Linked DNA regions of Zea mays: all the other regions are linked to region 3. A link is a contact called in public Hi-C data. All regions are on one chromosome and are shown on one strand. Each heading gives the region's core, a stretch centred on a gene start, on an enhancer-like site or on the middle of the called end of the contact. The rest is flanking DNA. Distances are from core to core; before and after follow the strand shown.

Evidence for each region. A called contact is a pair of places that touch in the nucleus more often than the background predicts.
Region 1: a contact with region 3 is called in a Hi-C map of bundle sheath, with 2.9 times the contacts expected there. The contact joins the promoter of LOC100284394 here to the promoter of LOC103643126 in region 3. A contact is called at or near these places in 4 of 25 Hi-C or Micro-C datasets (bundle sheath, ear, leaf and 1 more).
Region 2: a Hi-C map of endosperm shows a contact between it and region 3, with 2.9 times the contacts expected there. The contact joins the promoter of LOC100384516 here to the promoter of LOC103643126 in region 3. A contact is called at or near these places in 3 of 25 Hi-C or Micro-C datasets (bundle sheath, endosperm and leaf).

What each region holds. Positions count from the first base shown.
Region 1 is chr1:202,581,368-202,585,479 of Zm-B73-REFERENCE-NAM-5.0, forward strand. It overlaps LOC100284394 (glutamate decarboxylase), which reads right to left and starts at 2,592. Exons shown (of 7, transcript NM_001157289.2): 1 at 2,408-2,592; 2 at 1,810-2,014; 3 at 918-1,118; 4 at 598-812; 5 at 214-467; 6 at 67-119. The coding sequence starts at 2,505.
Region 2 is chr1:201,946,267-201,950,785 of Zm-B73-REFERENCE-NAM-5.0, forward strand. LOC100384516 reads right to left here and starts at 1,920. Exons shown (of 3, transcript NM_001357537.1): 1 at 1,259-1,920; 2 at 905-1,161; 3 at 100-821. The coding sequence starts at 1,487. The coding sequence ends at 345.
Region 3 is chr1:202,313,748-202,317,655 of Zm-B73-REFERENCE-NAM-5.0, forward strand. LOC103643126 (WAS/WASL-interacting protein family member 2) reads left to right here and starts at 2,124. Exons shown (of 2, transcript XM_008666280.4): 1 at 2,124-3,318. The coding sequence starts at 2,230. The coding sequence ends at 3,297.

The DNA.
Region 1 (4,112 bases), core at 1,342-3,841, 270 kb after region 3:
CCCTGCACATATATATTCAGAATGTTCGATCAAGAGGAGGAAGAACCGATCGAAGAACAGTAGTACCTCGAAGCCTAGGCGAATGAGTTGATAGTACTGCGCAATGATCTGACAGGAACCTGCAGAAAATCGCCAGTCCCTCTCAATTCCATGCACCATGAGAAAGACCCAAGGAAACAACAGAGGAGCCTGAAAGGAAGGAGCCGAAGATACCTTTGGAGAAGTTGAGCGTGAACGTAGGCTGGTCCGTCCCCAGGTAGTTGATATGGAAGATGAGCTCCTCAGGCAGATCATCCTTGCTCCGCCAGATGACCCAGCCAACACCAGGGTAGACGAGGCCGTACTTGTGCCCGCTGACATTGATGCTCTTCACCAGAGGCAGCCTGAAGTCCCACTCGAGCTCAGGGTAGAGGAAAGGCGCTATGAACCCTCCGCTCGCGGCGTCGACGTGGATAGGCACGTCCCACCTTCATTTGCGTGCATCAACAAGGGAAGTAAGCATCTTCACAGAAAGAATCAAACAAGAGCAGAGTATGCTGCATTCAAAAGATAATGCCCTAGCTAGCTAGAAGCCCAGGCAGAGAACAAAACGCTCACCCAGTTTCCTTGTTCTTCTCTGTAAGAAGGTCGTTCAACTGCTTGACATCCTCGAACTCTCCGGTGAGAGTCGACCCCAAGATCGCCGCGACACAGATAGTGTTCTCGTCCACCATCTCAACAGCCTTGACGGGGTCCATGACGTAGTACCCTTCTGATAGCTTAACCTCCTTCAGCTCCACCTCAAAATACCTTGCAAACTTCTCCCAGCAGACCTAGGACATCAGAAACGACCACCAAAGGCGTCTTTCAGACACATTGTTACACACGGCGGTTACGATCTGATCGTCGACCAACAGTTGTACACGGACACAGAGTACCTGAACGTTGGCACCGGTGACGATGTTGGGTCTGTCACACGGTTTCCCCTGCTCCTTCCTCTTGTTCTGCCATTTCCTCTTGAACGCCAGACCTGCAAGCATGATCGCTTCCGAGGATCCCACTGTTCCGACCCCAATAGCTGTCTCGTCCTCCTTGATCGGCGCGTTGAACAGGTGAGCTATCATGTTTACGCAGCGGTTCTGCAGGAATAGAGGGCAGGCAGTAAGCAAATGCACAGTGGCAAGTAACATAACAGGAGTGTATAAACAGGTCGTAGTTATTGTTTGGCAGAGACAAGTTAAACATCTCTACAAACCATCTGTTACTGTAACTTATTAGTCTGAACTGGGAAACACAAAACAATCGAACTTTTTTTTTCTCTTCAGGTCGTCCATATATGTTCATTGTTTATCAGGTATATTCAGGATTTTCCGGTCGAAAAACTCGAGAACTTTTGGCATTGCTCATATATGGTTTTCCCAAGTAGAATAGAAAACTTATTCTCTGTGATTCACAATAAAAGTTCGATCAAATATATAACAAGATTACTAATATTTATTATGCAATAATTGAATTAACTATAGAATAATGTAATTTTATAGTAAAGATGTATAAACACCAATGCTATTTTTTTTATAGATCTAGTCAAGCTTATAAGAGATTTATTAGTTGTAGTACTATGTTAGATATATTAGGTGTAGTAGATGAGCTATGGGTTATGTGGGCTTGAGGAGATATAAATATAGGCTGAGTCAGCTGTAAAAGGCATCAAACAACGAAATACAAAATACCAATTTACTTAGACCCCGTCTAGCTCTCGTCTTCCTTCCGTCTTCCTAGCTCTAATCTCTGATCTCCTTTCTTCTACCTTCTGTGGTGCTAACATACTACCTGGAGCTCAGTGGTGACGGGGTACTCGTCCATGTCGACGTAGTTCTTGTTGATGGAGTCCATGATGAGCTTGTCGCACTCGGGCTCCATCCACGTGGTGACGAAGGACGCCAGGTTCAGGCGCGGGTTGCCGTCCAGCATGAGCTCGTCGCTGATGATCTGCTGCGCCGCCTCCCGCGGGATCGACCGCTCCGGCATCCGGTACCTGCGCGCGGCGAGCAGCAGGATGAGCACCGACAGAGGCTAGCGCGCGGCCGCCGGATCTGTGGTCGTCACGTCACCGCGGCAGGCGCTCGCGCACGTAGCGCGACGCGAAGGTGGAGGCCACCGCGTCGTCGTCGTCCCGGCCGGAGCTCGCGTGCGAGAGCACCATGGCTGCCGCTGCGGTACTGTTCTGGGATTCGTTTTCGGTGGTGGTGGTACGCTGGTACTAATGGAGTAGTGGTACTCTAATAATGGAAGGCGTGGTGTCCCCTGGCCAACCAGCGGCCTCCGCGCGGCGGGCTGAAACGGAAGTTGCCACTACCAGAGCTCTTCATTATTTGCTAGTACTCGTATCATCAAAGAAGTGCCACAGCCAGCACAGCAACTGACTGACCGTGGGAGTGGGTCGCGGACGTAGCGGGACGCGAAGAAGGTGGAGCTCACCGGCTCGGCGTCCGTGCCGGGCCCGGTCGCGGCCACGCTAACCACCATCGTTGTCGCCCCCGATCGACTCCGCTCTCCGCGGTCGGCCGGACAGCGACGGAGGAGGGGGAATCGATTCTATTCGGCCGAGCGGCGGGGGGAGGCTAGGCTAGTGCGGTGTTGTCGCTGCAGCCTGGCCCGCCGCGACGGGGACGTGGGGTGTGGTTCTGGAGGCGGGTCGGGCGCCGGCTCGGGTACGCGTGTGGTGCCGCGCGTCGCACACGGCACACGTACGCGTGTGGTGCCCCGGACGCGTCCGCGCGGCGAGGCGTCCGCGTGGCGTGGTGGCGATGGCTAGCCTATCTGCCTATGCCGCGCGGCTGTTTGCTGCGGATCCCCTGCGGCCTGCGCGCAGGTTCCCTCTCGCCGGCCACACAGCTGCTGCGTCCTGCGTGTCGGCCAATCGATATTCAAATATTTGGTACGATACGGATTAAAAGTCAGGTGAACTGAAGTCTACTAGTGTATGTGTATGTAGCATGTTGCCTCTCCTCGTGTCTATAAGAAGGAAGGATAAAACTCAAGACTTATATAAAACTAGCAGAATATTATCCGTACTAAACTACTAACACTATTGTCTTGGAGAGGAGAGGAAGAGATAATAATGGTTACTATGTACCAAGGATGAGGGAGAAAAGTGATCTAAATAGCATTAGCCATTAAGGCCATGTTTGGTTTCAATTAGTTCTAGGACTAAACTTTAGTCCCTACTTGTTTGGTTCTAGGGACTAATTATATTCTGAACATTAAAAAAGACTGAAATGCCCTTGCCACAAAGCCACCTGCTATCTGCGCTATTCAAGCCACCTGCTATCTACTGCATGCATACACGCCCGGTGCAAATACAATCGCCTGGTGCTGGTGCAGATATCTGCGCTATTCAAGCCACCTGCTACACACGCCTGGTGCAGATACACGCGTGGTACAGATACACAAAGCAATATACATTACAGTAACCATTTCGATCTTCTTCAATATTTCGATCATGAAAGCACAAAGCAATATTTATTACAGTGAACATTACAGTAGACATTTCAATAATGAAAGTACAAAGCAATATTTATTACAGTGAACATTACAGTAAACATTTCGATCACGAAAGCATAGACAAAGCACAAAGCACAAGAAGCAGTACATTTCTGTAATATTTATTACACACAAAAACATTACAGTTTGTTGAACAAGCCATCTGCTATCCAATCACGAAATTGATTCATATTCCGATCTTCTTCACCTTGTACTGAACCTGCTACTTGTTCTTGTTCTTGTGTACTTGACTCACCAACTTCAGGCACATAATTCTCATCATGGTCACACAACTCAAAATCCTTATCTCCCAAAAAACTCCCCCTAATGAAATTGTGAAGTGCCATACACCCTATAATTATTCTACTTTGTTTTGCCATAGGATATCTAGGGAGATCTAATAGAGTCCTCCATTTCATTTTCAAGACACCAAATGACCTTTCAATTACATTTCTAAGTGAAGAATGTGCATAATTAAAATTTTCTTTTCTACCTCTTGGCATTGGACCTTGACGAAATTCAGGAAGATGGTATTTTGTACCTTTGTATGGAGCAAGATATCCTATACGATTTGGATACCCCGAGTCCAC
Region 2 (4,519 bases), core at 670-3,169, 370 kb before region 3:
ACACACCATGGACGCATGCGCTTCTGTTCTGTTCTGTTCACTAGTAGCTCACTCTCACTGCAGTTGTTTCCTTTTTTTCTGGGGTGGGTGGGGTGGGGGGGGGGGGGTGTGGAGAGATCATGCAAATGCAATATACACAGACTTTCAATCGCTCAAAGGACAGCAAGAATGACAGAATAAAGAGAGCGGGAAGGAAAGAAAGAAAGAAACAATGGCGATTGACATGCACCATGGCCAAGGCGAACAGGAGAAGGTACTGGCCGAGCCAATGGACAGGCACACAAGTGGCGAGAGATGGGGGCCAGGCCAGGGGGGTGTGGCAGGCTGGCGCCTTGAGGAGCCATCTAGAAGAGCTCCCAGTCGAAGCGCGGGGACGGCGTGGTGCTGGTCGCGGGGGCCATGGTCGTCACGGGGGCCGCCGACGTCGACGGCACTGACGACAGGAGGTCGAACGTCTCCCAGCTCGCCGTCTGGGTCTGCGACACCGGCGCCGGCGGCTGGAACTGCCGGCGCTGCTGCTGGCTCTGATGCGCGTGCGCCGAAGCCGGGGGCGGGCGCGGCGGCCGCGCCTTGTTGCTGCCGCTGCGGGCCTTGGCCGGCGCCGCCGCCGCCGCCGCCTTGTTCTTGGCGCGGATGGCGTCCAGCGTCTCCACGTACTTCTGCACCCGCTTCTCCTGCGCCCGCCGCGCCGCCTTCACCTCCCCTTCGGCGGCGACGGAGTCCAGCTTCACCAGCTCGTTCATCAGCGCCTCGGTCAGCGTCACCACGTCCGCGTCCACGACCTTGCCGCCCTTGCTCACGATCGTCTCCAGCGCCGACACCTGACCAATCAAATACGGCGTGAGAGTCACAGAGACAGAACGTACGTGGGACAGGAACCTTGACTGCTGTCTGCTGTACGCACCTTGGTTGCGAGCTTGTCGACGTCGAGGGCGGCGCGGGCGATGGCCTTGGCGGCGCGCTCGGCCTTGCCGGTCCGGCGCTCCTCGAGGAGGCGCTTGGCCTTGGCGGCGGGGTCCTCGAGCATGACCATCTTGGAGCGGTCCTTGACGCCGGCCATGTCCAGGAACGCCTTGGAGTCCCTCTCCTTGTCCTTGTACACCACCTTCTGGTCGTCCGGGTGCAGGCCCGTCTTCTCCGACAGCAGCTTCTTGAGCTCGCCTGCAGGAACACGCATTCACCGGCTCGAATTCACTCAGTAGAAAGAAACAGCTACAACACATGCACAGTCGGAGGACGGATGAGGAGGCATTATTACCGAAGGATGCCTGGGAGTTGATGTAGATCTCGTGGTAGACGCCGTTGAACTTGACCTTGACGCGGATGGTGGGCACGGGCGCGCCGCCGGGGGGCGGGTCCGCGTCGGGGCTCCGCTTCTGCACCAGCATCCCGCCGGGCCGGACCTCCCACACCTCCTCCTTGGGCACCGCGGCGGCCTCCTTCGTCGACGAGAAGGCCACTCTCTGCTCCCGGTTCGCGCGCATCATCTTGGCCTTACTCTCTCTCCCTCGGATCCTCTCCTAGTCCTACTAGTAGCTATAGTCCTCTAGTACCTATCTACGCAACAACGAGACCAAGCGATCGATCCTCAGCAGACGAGCAGAGTATGTATGTGTACACTGTCTCGAACTCTCGATCACCCACCAATCTCAGGGGAGGGAAAAACACTTGCGTGCTAGAGACAATCGGCTTGCAAGTTAGCCGCTACGACTACTAATAGCTATGGTACCAGAACCGAAAAAAAAAGATCAGTTTTTGGCCGGGTGGAGAGGAGGCCAGGAGGGGAGGGGGCTGATCACTGGAGCAGAAGCAAATGCCTGTCGGTAGGGCTTGAAACGGAGAGACGAAGGAAGAGGGAGGAAGACGGGGAAGAGGGCCAGCCAAGGAGGAGGTAGGAGGAAAAGGACACGATGGTACAACTAAGGGACAGGCCGGAGCTGGCGCAGTGGCGCACCAAAATATTTATACTGTAAGGAAGGAAGCTAGCGAAGACAGGCCATGGCCTGGGGCCAGCGAGGGCAGTGCCAGTACCAGTGCCAGGCCACCTCGATCGCGATGAGAATGGAATGGACGGGGCGCGTGTGTGGTGTGTGTGCGACCGCCCTGCACAACTGGACGCTGAAAAGAACTCGGATGGCCTAAGCCTGATGGATGGAGTTGTATGTATGCCGTCTCACCGTTCAGAGCCAGCAGGAAAGCTTTAACTGGACCGATCGGATGGATGGACGGACGTGCCAACCGGATCCGGTGGCGCTGGCGCCGTGAGGGCGAGCAGAGCAGACGCGCCGTGCCAGAGCGGCGTCCGGCGTCCTCTGTCCCCAGTCGATCGACGCGCGCGTTGGGTGGGGTTGTTGCGACAGGTGCGCGCGTGGCCGGTCCGGTGGTGCCAGGGCAGGCCCGGCCGGGGTTGGTGACCGCGACCTGCAAGCCTTGCTCGGGACGCCGCTGTCGGTCTCGGCCCGTTCGTTGCCGGCCTTCGCCTCCAAGCAAGCTCGGAGCCGTCCGTCTGTCCGTCCCCTTCCCGGGCGATGGATCCCTGAAACCGATCGAGGTCGCCACTCCACCTACTGCGTGCTGTGTGCTGCAGCTCACCGTGTTCTCGTGCCCTTCCGATCTGTCCTTGTCTCGCCTCGCGTCAGGCTTTTGTTTTTTTTTCTTCTTCTCCTTTTTGCGCTGCTTCTGCTTGCTTCGTTCGCGTGCACACTGTGCGTGTGCGTGCGTGCTCTACTCTACTCTTTCCCTCCCCGTTGGGTCGTCCTGCACTGCATGCCTAGGCTACCTAGCCACCTACCAGTAGTTGCGGTGCGGGTGAGGCGGCTGATGGCACGGCGGGCGGCAAGTGTCGGTTCCTGGCGAGCCTGCCGTATATACGATACGGTGGGTCCTCCTTCATACGCTAGCTAATCATGGCTTGCAAACAACAGCATCTGGATTTATTCAATGATTAATCCGGTTACGTCGTCGTTGGAGCCCACGGGACCGATGACGAGCATCCCAAGTTGTGGAGATGAGGAGACTCTTCCGTCCGCCCGTGCTCGGGTCGGGTCGGGTGAGCTGTCGTCGTCCCCGGGACAGGCCCAGGCCACTAGGCCAGGCCACAGTGTGCCGCTGCTGCCTCGAGGTTGTACAGTATGTATGTATGCATCCGATCCGACCCTTAGCTGAGCCTGTTCATGAGTGTGTTCGAATCAGATTGGTTTAATGGAGCTAATTGGTGGTTAGAGTCTATTATTAGCCATTGTTAGGGTTGGTTCGTGAGTCTGACTTGGCATGCAACGGGAATGGACGGATGGTAGGAGATCAAGGTGCAGCGGCGGGCGGGGGATGGTCCAGCGCCGCCACCGAAACAGCACGGCACAACGGCATATATCCTCGCCCACTCCTGTCCCTTCTGCATCCCCAGCACATAGAAAAGGGCAGGCAGGCAGGCAGGGACTCGATCGGGCACTGCTGGAACATGTGTGTGGTGTGGTGCGGTGCGGCATCTTCTTTCAGGTGTTCCTGCGAGCAACATGTATGGATCGACGGCGGACGAGCTAGCTAGAAAGAGGAGATCAGATGAGAGCGGCCACTCAGGGCAGGGGTGGTCTGGCCCTGCCCCCACGCCGACGCCGGGGAATATGTTGGGCACCAACGAACTCGACCCAACAGGGGTCAGTGCCGGCAAACAGGTCCGACGACGTGTCCTCTGATGCTTTTTACGGTGCACAAGACGTGTCGTGTCGTGTCCGGGTCCATCCGTAGGGTACCTTCCGATGCCGTGCCGCCCCTTGGTTGGTTTCAGTGTCCCGTACTACATGCCAGCCTTTGCTCCCATCCATTGTCCCCGCGTGTCACTGCAAGGCCACGGCCCACGGGACGCCACCGACAGTGCGCGCGGCCGCGGGCGCACGTGGAATCCGCGGGAGCTGAAGCCTAGCCGTCCACTGCTTCCACTGGCGCGGGCAGCCTGCCAGCCTCAGGATCGCATTGGCAGGCACCGCGGGCGGATGCGCCGACGTGACGGGAAAGGGACCGCGTAACCCACGCCTAGGGGTGAAAACGGTCGGATACGGACGGATATTAGCTCATCCTGTATCCTACCCTAATGTATTTAAAACGGATTCGGGATCGGATACGGATAGTTAGAAACGGGACGGATATGGATACAGGGACCGGATATTTATCCGGGCGGATAAGTGACGGATACAGATATTATTTGATCGGATATCGGATACTTGTCGAATAATGTATTAATTGGTTATCAAAAAATATTCTTGTTCGACCACGAAATTGCAAGTAAATTAATACTAATAAACATTTAATAGAAGATAATCTCAAGTTCCCGTGTAAAAATGGTAAAGTGAAGTATTGATTATGTTGAAACTTGGATACTTAGAGTGATTTCACGTGTAACTCACGCAATAAGTGGAAATAAAATAGAAGAAACGTTGACATCCTGTAGATTTTATGGTCCCATTATTTTTTATGACTATATGTGGCCATATGTTGCACCTTCGTATAATTTCATAGATTTCTG
Region 3 (3,908 bases), core at 874-3,373:
GCCCTGGTCGGGTGTGCTTGCAGTAGGGGGTTACAAGCGTCCACGCGGGAGGGAGCGAGCGGCCTCACGCGAGCGCCGTCCCGTCCTTCCCCGCGCGGCCAACCCTCTGTAAGAGGGCCCTGGTCCTTCCTTTTATAGGCGCAAGGAGAGGATCCAGGTGTACAATGGGGGGTGTAGCAGTGTGCTAACGTGTCTAACGGAGGAGAGCTAGCGCCCTAAGTACATGCCATCGCGGCAGCCGGAGAGGTTTTGGCACCCGGTTCGTGTGGTGTCGTGGCCGTCGGAGGAGCGCTGGAGCCTGGCGGAAGGACAGCTGTCGGGGCTGTCGAGTCCTTGCTGACGTCCTCTTGCTTCCGTAAGGGGGCTGAGAGTCGCCGTCGTCATAGAGCGTGCGGGGCGCCATCATTACTTGTCTGGCGGAGCGAGCCAGATGGGACGCCGGTCTTGTTCCCCGTAGCCTGAGTCAGCTTGGGGTAGGGTAATGATGGCGCCTCCTGTTGACGTGGTCGGTCCGTGCCCTAGGTTGGGCGAGGTGGAGGCTCCTCCGAGGTCGAGGTCGAGTCTGTCTTCCAAGGTCGAGGTCGAGTCCGAGCCCCTGGGTCGGACGAGGCGGAGACCGTCGGCGGATGCCAGGGCCGAGTCCGAGCCCTGGGGTCGGGCGAAGCGGAGTTCGTCGTCTTCCGGGGCTGAGCCCGAGTCCGAGCCCTGGGGTCGGGCGAAGCGGAGTTCGTCGTCTTCCGGGGCTGAGCCCAAGTCCGAGCCCTGGGGTCGGGCGGAGCGGAGTTCGTCGTCTTCCGGGGCTGGGCTCGAGTCCGAGCCCTGGGGTCAAGCGAAGCGGAGTTCGTCGTCTTCCGGGGCTGAGCCCGAGTCCGAGCCCTGGGGTCGGGCGAAGCGAAGTTTCCCATGGCGCCTAGGGCCGGACTTGGCTGCTGTCAGCCTCACTCTGTCGAGTGGCTCAGCAGTCGGTGCGGCGCAGGCGGCGCTGTCCCCTTGTCAGACCGGTCAGTGGAGCGGCGAAGTGACTGCGGTCACTTCGGCTCTGTCGACTGGAGGGCGTGCGTCAGGATAAAGGTGTCAGGCCACCTTTGCATTAAATGCCCCTGCGATTTGGTCGGTTGGCGTGGCGATTTGGCCTAGGTTGCTTCTTGGTGAAGACTGGGCCTCGAGCGAGCCGAAGGTGTGTTCGTTGCTAGAGGGGGGCCTCAGGCGAGACGTAGATCCTCCGGGGTCGGCCGCCCATGCCCGAGGCTGGGCTCGGACGAGGCGTGATCGCGTCCCTCGAATGGACCGATCCTTGACTTAGTCGCACCCATCAGGCCTTTGCAGCTTTGTGCTGATGGGGGTTACCAGCTGAGATTTAGGAGTCTTGAGGGTACCCTAATTATGGTCCCCGACACATAGTTTGAGGCCTCAGAGTTGAAGTCGAAGCTATTGAAGTTTGCAGCAGCCCTCTGAAGATGAGCTCCAGGGACACCCATGGAGCGGCTAGCTTGGGGGGATAACTCCCAGAATGCTTGTTTGACCGGTAGGTTGGAAGTGTCGACGGAGTCTTCGTCCTCACCAGTGGCAGCAAAGAACTCCATTGGGAGCGGAAGATTTGACAGGGAGCGATGGATTTGAGCAGGGAGCGGTTTGGGGGAAGCGAAGGGAGGGAAGCACAGGAAGGGAAGAGGTCGGGCGAGCTCTCGTGAAGTCGGAAATTGGATTTGAAGACCGGCCGGCGAGGCGCGAGAACCACCTGGATGTTTGGCGGAGGAGACGAGAAACATCGAGATGTGCTGCAAAGTTGAATTTTCAGGGTTATTGTCGTTTTTTCACCGTTTGTCGGACTGCAGAATCCTCTTTTAACCCACCCAACCCTAGATTGTAGATTTTGGCCCAGATTATACACTGTAGCTCTAAAAATCTGGTCCGTTTGAATGCGTATGAGATTTTTTGCATTGGATTTTCATAATCCAATAGGATCCAAACAGGGCCCAAGACCAATTATCGTCAGACACGTCCCAATCTGAGCGAGAGATGTGAAAAAAAACAACGCGGAGTCGCGGACGCTAGGGAACTACTCCGCCGCTTCAGCGCGGGACAACACCACGCCGGCGCGGACCCACCAGCATTTTCAGGCCCAGAATTTCACGCGCTGACGCGCCTGCGCCTTGCGAAACACCCGCAGGCCGCAGGCCGCAGGCCGCAGGCCACGGGGGGCCCCGCGCCGCCCGGCCGAAAGGGACGATGGGACTGCGGCTGCGGACTAGTGGAGTGCTCCTGCTCCCGCAACAAATCCCAACCCCAAGTCCCCCCAACCAAAGCAGAGGAAAGAGCCGAGGACGCGAGGGCGACGACCCGGAGGAGCACCGGACCCGAAGGCGGAGCCCCCCAAGCCAGAACCCGGCGAGGGGGTCGGTGCCGACCATGTCCTCGCCCGCGCCCTCCCCGCCCGCCGGGGCGCCGTCGGAGCCGCTCCTGCTCCCGCTCCCGCCCCCGGAGTTCTACTGCTACCAGTGCGAGGCCACGGTGTCGCTGCCCGAGCCGGCCGCGCCCTCCTCGGCCAGGCTCCTCTGCCCGCTCTGCCATAGCGACTTCATCGAGGAGAACCCTAGCACCCCGTCTCCACCACCACCTCCGCCGCCGCCGCCCCCACCGCTTTTCCTCTCCGACTCCTCCTCCTCCTCGCTCTCGGACGACCCCGACGACGACTTCGACCTTGTCATGGACCCCGACGTGGTGCGCGCCTACCTTAGCCGCTTCGCCCACCGCCACCACCTCCAGCAGATCGGCCACGGCCCCGGCCCGCACGGCCGAGGGGAGCCGCCCGCCACGGCCGCCTCCATCGCCGCGCTGCCCACGGTCGAGGTTGCTGAGCCCACCGCCGTCTGCGCCATCTGCAAGGACGACCTGCCCCTCGCCTCCGAGGCGCGGAAGCTCCCCTGCGCCCACCTCTATCACTCCTTCTGCATCGTCACCTGGCTCGGGATGCACAACTCCTGCCCCGTCTGCCGCTTCCGCATCCCCCCCGCCGACGACCCCGACCAGGCCGCACCGTCGCAGCAGGACCCGCCGCCCACGCGGATCACCATCCGCTTCAGCACCACCACACGCCGCCGCGTCCGCATCGGCAGCGATGCGCCACTGGCGTCTCATATCTCGGCGTCGCCCACGCAGCTCGCACAGGCTATTACCGGGGATGGAGCTGGTGGACCTGCCAATAGCGGCGAGACTGTGTCATCTGAGTGGCCTCCGCACCCCGAATCGGATACAGTCATGTCGGAGGCACGCGAGGGGGGTGGCTTTTTTGATTGAGCCAGAGGTTCCAATTATCAGGCAAGCCTATCGCAGCAAATCTCTCAACTTCACTCGCTAAATTTGTCTTCTATCCTTGGAGCATGAATTGAATTCCTTAGCTTCAGTAAACTAATTCGTTTTAGTGGAGTCAATGATTAGATATTCTGTGTATGTGATCATCATGTGTTGTAGGTCCTGTTACATTTTTTCCCTATATGGTTGTGTGTTGTCTGCTAGTTGATCAGGACATGCATGCTTCACTTGCTTATTTTCTTATGTTAGAATTTGAATAATCAATTGTCTAAATCTGAATTCTGCGTGCACTGCAAAATCAAAGTTTGTCAATAAGATGTTTACGCTGCTGTTAATTACATAAACCTTTTCTATGGGCAACGACTAATATGCAAGCAGATACTTGTAATTAGAATTTTTTGTCCGTTAGATTTAAATCTACCGGCAGATACAATTGTGGTTTGTTAGGGGATTTTTATAAAGCTACAATAAACAGTGGTGGAAGGATTTAAGTGCTAAATGTGACATACCGTCGGATCTAGATCTAACGGAGTAAAATGTCTATTTGCACACTTGCATTTAGTACCTGCTTGTGTATTAGTTGTCGCCTTTTTCTC